2 separate regions of the Triticum aestivum genome follow, and region 2 is linked to region 1. A link is a contact called in public Hi-C data. All regions are on one chromosome and are shown on one strand. The core of a region is the stretch at or near the end of the contact, and the rest is flanking DNA. Distances in the headings are between cores, read along the strand shown. Region 1 holds the start of LOC123052608 (peptide-N(4)-(N-acetyl-beta-glucosaminyl)asparagine amidase). Region 2 holds the start of LOC123052609 (protein CHROMATIN REMODELING 4).

The links. A called contact is a pair of places that touch in the nucleus more often than the background predicts.
Region 2: a Hi-C map of leaf shows a contact between it and region 1, with 5 times the contacts expected there. The contact joins the promoter of LOC123052609 here to the promoter of LOC123052608 in region 1. A contact is called at or near these places in 2 of 5 Hi-C or Micro-C datasets (both in leaf).

What each region holds. Positions count from the first base shown.
Region 1 is chr2D:215,065,618-215,069,297 of IWGSC CS RefSeq v2.1, reverse strand. It overlaps LOC123052608 (peptide-N(4)-(N-acetyl-beta-glucosaminyl)asparagine amidase), which reads left to right and starts at 1,490. Exons shown (of 17, transcript XM_044475854.1): 1 at 1,490-1,794; 2 at 1,883-2,050; 3 at 2,137-2,307. The coding sequence starts at 1,657.
Region 2 is chr2D:215,822,958-215,827,094 of IWGSC CS RefSeq v2.1, reverse strand. It overlaps LOC123052609 (protein CHROMATIN REMODELING 4), which reads right to left and starts at 1,292. Exons shown (of 11, transcript XM_044475858.1): 1 at 1,036-1,292.

The DNA of each region.
Region 1 (3,680 bases), core at 241-2,740:
CACAGCAGGGGTCGCAACGTGCTTACGGGGGCGGCCACGCCCCCTCTTGGGCGGTGGCGATCCGGGCCCCTCCTGGCGAGCCTTCCCTTTCTCCGTGGCCGAGAACCTCTTCGTCGGCGCCATGGGCCTGCGGCAAGACGGTGAGCCGAGGGGGAAGAAAAAGGAGCAATCGGTGAGAAGGCGGAGATGAGCGAGGGGGCTCTGCCCCTCCCCTCATTTATAGCCAGGAGGAGGCCAACCGCTGGCCTCCCCGATCGCGCGTAATGATGGTTTTCTTCTGCATGCAGCAGGGTCTCGTTAAGTCGAACGGTTGCCGAGGCAGCGTGGGGAAGCGGAGGCGCCCACGTCCCGTCAACCGCCACGCGTTGACCAAGGCCGCAGGCAGTTGGGGCTCGCGGCGCTCCGCACTTGCCCTTTGGCTTCGCCTCGAAGCCAAGTTCGAGCGCGCCTTGGGCCTGGGGGCTACTGTCGGCGTTCTGGGACCGGGGGTGCCCAGACTTGCCTGCCTGGGGACCATGGCGTGGCTCCGTCAACGGCCCGGTACGGCCCCGCTTCAGCAGCAACAGCTCAAGACCCTCGTGAGGGGCCAAGCCTCGCGAGGGGGACGCCACCAAGACCTCCCCGGGGGCAGCCTCGGTAGGCTGGCTCCCGAGGAGTGGAGATATCAATGCAGGGTGCACCTCGCGAGGCTCGCATGACGTGAGCCATGACGACCTAGGGCCAGGCGGACGCCAGCGGGCGCAGTGTACCAGTTTCCTCTTTGGTGCTACGGAGGCAAGCGCAGGCGTGGGGTCCCGAGAGATCAGACAAAGGTTTCCATATCGGTGCAACAAGACCAATACCGCCAGGACGGCAGGACGGAGGTCATCGCGGAGCCCACGACAACGTCACCACCAGAGCCTTTGGCAAGCGAAGACCACCTTTTGTCAGGATAGCTTGTACTAGTTGTCTCCCTTCAAACTTGGCCGTTGTGAGATCCCTTCCCGTCTAACATTTGGGGAGAGGACCAATGCCACTATAAATAGGACCTAGCCACCACCGTAGCAAAGGACGGATCATTCAGATCATCCTCACAGCCACCAGCTCATCGAGCTCAAGAACACCCCGAGGCTGTTCATCCATTGTACTAATTCATCCTCAGCCCCCTCGAGGCAATTCACCACACACTGGAGTAGGGTATTACACTGCAAGGTGGCCCGAACCAGTATAAACCCCTGTGTCTCTTGTTCTTTGGATTCGTCGAGTTAGGCCGTGGGATCGTTGAGCGAGCGAGCGAGCTGGGGAGAGAGTGTTCTTCGTGCGCACCCCAGAGTTCGAACCTCTTAAGGGTTTACGGAACCTGTAATCCGACAGCGACTGATATGGCGAGATGAAGGAGACGTTCGGGACGCGCGTCCTTTCTAGCGAACGACCAGAAAAACGTGACCTGGCAATTGTAAGTGCTTTAAGATGCGTACTTGCAATCAACGGCTCAGGACGTGTTTGGGACGAGGAGCAAAAATATGGCACGTTCGGGGGTTATAGAATCGAAAAAAAGAAGCAAACATGCCCTTATGCGCTGCTTCGGCCATTGCCTTTCCTCCCACCTGTCACGCAAACCCTTTGAGGCCTTGGTAGTGGACTACGCCGCGACCTGGTCCACGGAGAGATAACGCCATGGTGGCTCGCAGGTTCTTAGTCCGGCAGGTCCCCGCCGACGAGGAGCACACGGTCGAGTACGACACGGAGGACGGACTCGACGTCCTCCGGTTTCAGATCTTCTCGCTCACCTCCGTCCCGCCCGACCTCCAGAAGGTTCGATCCCCGCCCCGACGACACACACTCCGCGATCATCCGGGTGCTTTCGCTCTGCTGTTCGCTGATCCGGTGTGGTGCCCGGCAGATCGTAGTGGAAGCGGATGGCTCCGTGGTCGACGACGGCACCGACCTCGAGTCAATCCCCGAGGGCCTGTGCCTCATGTCCATTGACGAGGGGGAGGACGCGGACGCGGCTTCGGCGTTGGCGACGGCGCAGGAGAAGTCCGATGAGGAACTGGCGAGGTTGATTGAGGTGCAGTTTCCCAGACCACTCACACCCCGCGATCATCCGGGTGTTTTGGCTCCGCTGTACTCTGATCCGGTGTAGTGCCCGTGCAGATCGAGGTGGAGGCGGATGGCTCCGTGGTCGACGACGGCACCGACCTCGAGTCCATTTCTGAGGTCCTCCGCCTCGTCCCCATCGGCGAGGGGGATGACGTGGATGCAGCGGCGGCTGCAGCTGCGAGGGCGCAGGAGAAGTCCGACGAGGAGCTCGCGAGGATGATTCAGGTGCGGTTTCGTTATGACATCCCTGGCTGTATCGGATGGTCTAGTGCGGTATCGAATTGGTCCAGGAGTTGGTCCTGCTTAGTGTGCAAATTGATCTGGTAATCTAGTTCACGCGATGGCTCTGGAGTTTGGAGTTTGGGTTGGACTAGGGTGAAACATGGGCACTGCATTTTACTGCATTGCAGTTTGGATGGTATCGGCAGGTCTTGTACTGTTTACATTTGTTAAAGATCATTTCTGTTTGATTGGGCAGTGAAAAGGGCAAGAGCTATGCTCGATTTTCATACCTGCATCTGTTCAAACTTGCATAAATGTAGTTTGAGGGCAGCAAACAATTGCATCCCTTGTTTAAATACTGAAGTACTTCACCTAGGGGAAAAGAGAGAGAAGGAAATCCAAATATCGATCCCCTTTTGAACATAGGAATAGGATGTCATGAGTCATGACATGCTAAATCATACAGGAATTGGAAACACTGGAATTGGTAATAGAAGTTTGATTGCTCCACAGGATAAACAAATTAATCTTCTACACAGACTGAGTGATGCCATAGTTAGACAGAAAGGAAATTTTCCAAGAGGGCTACCCTCTTCGCCTACGAAGCACCGATACGGCGACACGGATACGGCGATATGGGTACGGGGATACGGGATACGGCAATTTCCAGAAACAGCAATACGGCGATGTGGCAAGTATAGATAAATAATTAATAAAATGGCATGTTATAAAGACAAAGAATAATAAATGCATGAGATGAGATCAAAATACTGCCCCATAAGTTGCATCCATGCCTCTTTTCATCAAGTCCTCGTCTCGATGACTGAATGATCAACAATTTATTGAATCCTCATGGTACTTGCAAAATACATCATATGCTAGTATTAGAATTTGAAATATACATAACACTTAAGCATGAAAAGCTGAAAACAGTAAAGACGTTGGCTCGTAGCTTGCTTACCCAATGATACATGCTTGATGCTTCCCAGCCTCTCAACTGAAGATTGGCCTGCAGATGTCATTGTTAGTATTTCACTCCCTAGCACTAGCCGCAACATCAGCAGGTCAGCAGCAAATCATAGTTGATACAGCAGAGGCCAGCACCCAGTGCCCAGCTGCAGCTAGCAAGCATGCACACAAGTACATAACAAGTACGCAGACAGACACCAAGCACGAACGCACGCACACACGCCGCAGCAAGCACACACACAGCCAGCACGCATGCACTCGGCAGGAAGCACACACAGAATCAGCACGCAGCAAGCCAGCAAGAGCGGGAGGACCAGACACCACTGGGAGAGAGCAGAGATTGGGAAGGGGGGGGGGGGACACCTTGCTGGTGAGTGGTGACGGCCAACAGGCGGCGGCAGACACTC
Region 2 (4,137 bases), core at 43-2,542, 760 kb before region 1:
TGTAGTCATGTAGTATTGTATGCATTACAATACTAATCTAAAGCGAGATTAAAAGTAGCTCAAGAGACAAGCACTAGAACAACCGAGGACTTGAGGTGCATGGATTTACTCAGAGATTACTTGTATAGTGTTCTCATACAAATACAAAGCAGTAGCTGATGATCAGTCCCATATTAACAGATAAATGACAGCATTTGAATTATTGTTCGCTGAATGTTCCTTTTGCTTTGTGCCAATGTATCCCAAAAAGAAGGAATTCATGTATAGAACATGACAAAGCGAAATTAATGATATGCAACAAAGAAACAAAGCAGAACATTTTCCAAGCATGACCCCTTTAAGAAAGCAAACGGCAGAAAACAAGGATAACCAGAACATAGCATTGTTGTCGCTTGTCAGGACTAGTTGCTAATAATGAACTGATACTCAAAATAACTTCACGTATAACCTAGGCATGAAATACATAGCCAAATCCCACTAGGAACCTCACACTACTTCTTTGCTTCAGTCATTAATATACAACTGGATTGTGTTACCGATCTCTGTGGTACATCGCTTGAAAATCTACCACAAATTCCCTGTGATATATTGCTTTTAAATCCACTTAACGAGTCTAGCATAAGCAGTCAAACACACGATGTGACATAGTGCTAAAATTCGGCCACGACTAGCAAATACTATAGTTTACACTCCAGATGGTTCGCCTCGTATGCCCATTGCCAACGCGTATCCGGATTTTCCCTGCTGCTACTCTCTGCCGGACAGTGGTGTAGAAACAGCGCACAGGCAGCTAGAACCAGCTATGAATCATATGTGACAAACAGAAGCATTACCGTTTCTTACACAAGCTCACCAGCTGCTAACAAACCTCGCACCCCAAAACGCCCAAACCGGCACCCAAACACAAATCCGAATCTCCGCCCTAACCCCGCACCCCGTCCGACAGTCAAACCACTACACAGCAAAATTCTTGACAAAAAATCCCGTAGACCCACCCAATTAGGCGCTGAACCGCAGTACCGGGAGCGGCTTCACCTCGGGGGGTCGCCGCAGCGCCCCGAAACTGGAGCCGAATCGACGGAGGCAGCGGCGGATCACGCGGCCCGGCGCCCCACAGAGCACAGCAGCGCGGAGGGAGAGCCGGAACCGAGCGGAGCGGGGCGGCGGCGGCGGCGGTGGAATAGATGCGGGCAGTGGGGAGGGGTGCGAATGGGGAACGGGGACGCAGGGCGGGGGCAGCAGACAGCGGCGCGGCTATCGATGGGGAGGGGCACCCATCGGGGGGTGGTAGGGGGCCGTGCGCAGCGCTCCCTTCACGCGTCGCTTTCGCCTGCCCACCAGGGGCGGAGGTGGGTGACAGGCGGGGCCCTCGGGCGGCAGGGAGGGACACGTGGGGGCGGGCGCGAGGTGAGTGCCGGCTTCCGCGGTGGCGTGAGACGGCGGGCGGGTGGGTGGCCGCGGCCCGCCGCTCCAGGCGCGGGCGCGGGCGGCGGGTGGATGGAATTGATGGGATGATTCCGTTGGCCGTTGTTTGGGTGGGAAGCTGCTCCTCTAGTTAGTGCCAAGGTTTTTTGAGGTTTTATAGGTTGACACTGTGAGCTTTGGGAAAGAAGATACTCCTTTCTTCTTCCTACGTTCTGCCTTTTCTTGTTCTTACGTTCTGCCTTTTCCAGCCTTCAGCTTTCATTCAGTGACCATTCATCCTCATCTTTTCACTCGCTGCAGCACTGCTTTTTTCGGGTGCCATCACAACATACAGCGTTCAGGGATGGCGTCTTCCTCCTTGAAGTTACCGCTGTGAAGTTTATTTGCTCTCTGTACCTCATGCCATGAAATGTCCGAATGAAAATCTAAAATCATGCTATGCCAAATCGGGTGACCACAGTGTCCTCAACATCGTTTTTCCTTTTGGAGGCGTCATCTTGGAGATCCCGCCGATGGATTCCCACAGCGTGCATGATTGATGGCGGGACTTGGGTTTAAAGTGGTGCCGACACGGTCTTCTTCTTTCTCTTTTTTTTGCACTGCCTTTTGCGGCGTTTTCCTCCAATGAACTTTTGGCAATCAAATGCAGACAATTAGGATGCAACTCTCAGTATTCATTAGATGCATATGCACATGCATATGTAGTACAAGGGGTAGTCATATCCTCTACTATAGATGCAAAGGAGGAAGGCATGTGGCACAAGACACCCCCCCCCCCGCGCGCATGCAGTCGAAGTGGGCCATTGTTGACGCAAAGATTGGATCGAAGTCCTCGAATGACGTCGTAGGCAAGCCCTTGGTCATGATGTCTGCAACTTGTTGGGAGGTGGTACGTATAGAACACGTATATGACCGAGAGCCACCTGTTCCCGAACAAAATGAATATCAAGCTCGATGTGCTTGGTACGACGATGATCGACCGGGTTGGCGGAGAGGTAGACGGCGGAAACGTTATCGCAGTACACCACCGTGGCCTTGTCGACATGACACGAAAGCTCAAGGAGGAGCTAGCGGAGCCGGGAACACCCAGCGACAACATTAGCCACTACACGATACTCAACCTCATCATTGGAGCGAGAGACTGTTGGCTGCTGCTTGGACGACCACGAAATAAGTGATGGACCAAGGAAGACACAATATCCCGAAGTGGAACATCGTGTATCAGGGCAGCCGACCAGTCAGCGTGGATTAGGCGGTGATGTCGATGGCGGTGGAGGCATGTAGCATGATGCCGAGATCCATGGTGTCACAGATATACCGAAGAATCCGCTTCATCGAAGTCCAGTGAGCATCTCGTGGAGCATGCATATGAAGACACACCTGATGAACAACATACTGCAGCTCCAGGCGTGTAAGAGTAAGGTACTGAAGAGCACCAACGATACACCGATAAAATGAAGCATCCGGAGCGGGGGACCCATCAGTGGCAATGAGCTTAGCCTTCGTGTCGGCGGACGTGGGTGCGGGTTTTCTATTAAGCATTCCAGTACGATTAAGAAGCTCAGGAGCATACTTTTGGTGGTGAAGGAAAAAGCCATCCGTACGACGCACCACCTTGACCCCGAGGAAGTAGTGCATGTTGGAAATATGCCCTAGCGGCAATAATATTGTATTATTATATTTCCATTTCATAATTAAAAGTTCATATTTCATGTTATAACTGTTATGGTACTGGAATATGTGATTCGGTGGAAAACTCATATGCACGTGTGGAATGATGAACAGTAAAGCATAGGTCCCTGGTCTTGCCTCTAAGACCGGCTCAAGTGTTACTGGTGATCATGTTTTCTGAATATTAGGATATCGTTAAGTGTAATGATAGTCCTAAAACAACATTGAGAATATGATGTTAGAAGAACGGTCATATTGAATCGACCCAATCTTAGGGCCCTCTCGGTGTGTCGGCATCCATCATCGTCTGGCCAGACATAGGTGACTACGTCATGGGGATGCCGGAACACTTTAGCGAGAAAGAAGAACAAAAACGGCAACGGGATCAACGGTATAGTGAGCATGTGCATGACTCAAGAGGATACCGATGCACACCGGGTTTTGTAAAGTATTGCGAAGCAAATGGAACATCGCATGATAACCAAAGGTTCACTTGAATGTCATTCGTGTAATCATAGGGATCGATATGGACGTCCACGGTTCCGCCATCTGTCATTGAACGAATGGGTTTCGTTCATGTCTATGATTTACCGAACCTACGGGGTCACAAGCTTAAGGTAATCATGATCTGCTGAGTGTTAGTAGGACGAGAGTAGGATTTATTTTTGGATATGTTTCATTAATATTTGGAATAGTTCCAAGAGGAAACGGAAGCGTTTCGGGGTCACCGGAAGGGTTTCAGAGTTTATCGGGCAATACCAGGTATTACCGAAAATTAATATATAGGTGGAAAATGTTTCTGGTGGTGTTAAATTATATATAATATGCTCTAGTAATTAAAAGTTGGCCTTTATAATTAATTTAATTGCAATGGGCCTAAAAAGGCCAAGTGGTAAGGCAACTTGGGCCACCAAGGCCCAAGTGGGCGAGGTGCCCCTTCTCCTATTCGGAAGGAGGGAGGATGGGCAAATTAGGGAGGGATTCCCCCTCCTCATGGCCGATGCAAGGGGGAGGGCTTTCCCCTTGTGTGGCCCCCCTCCT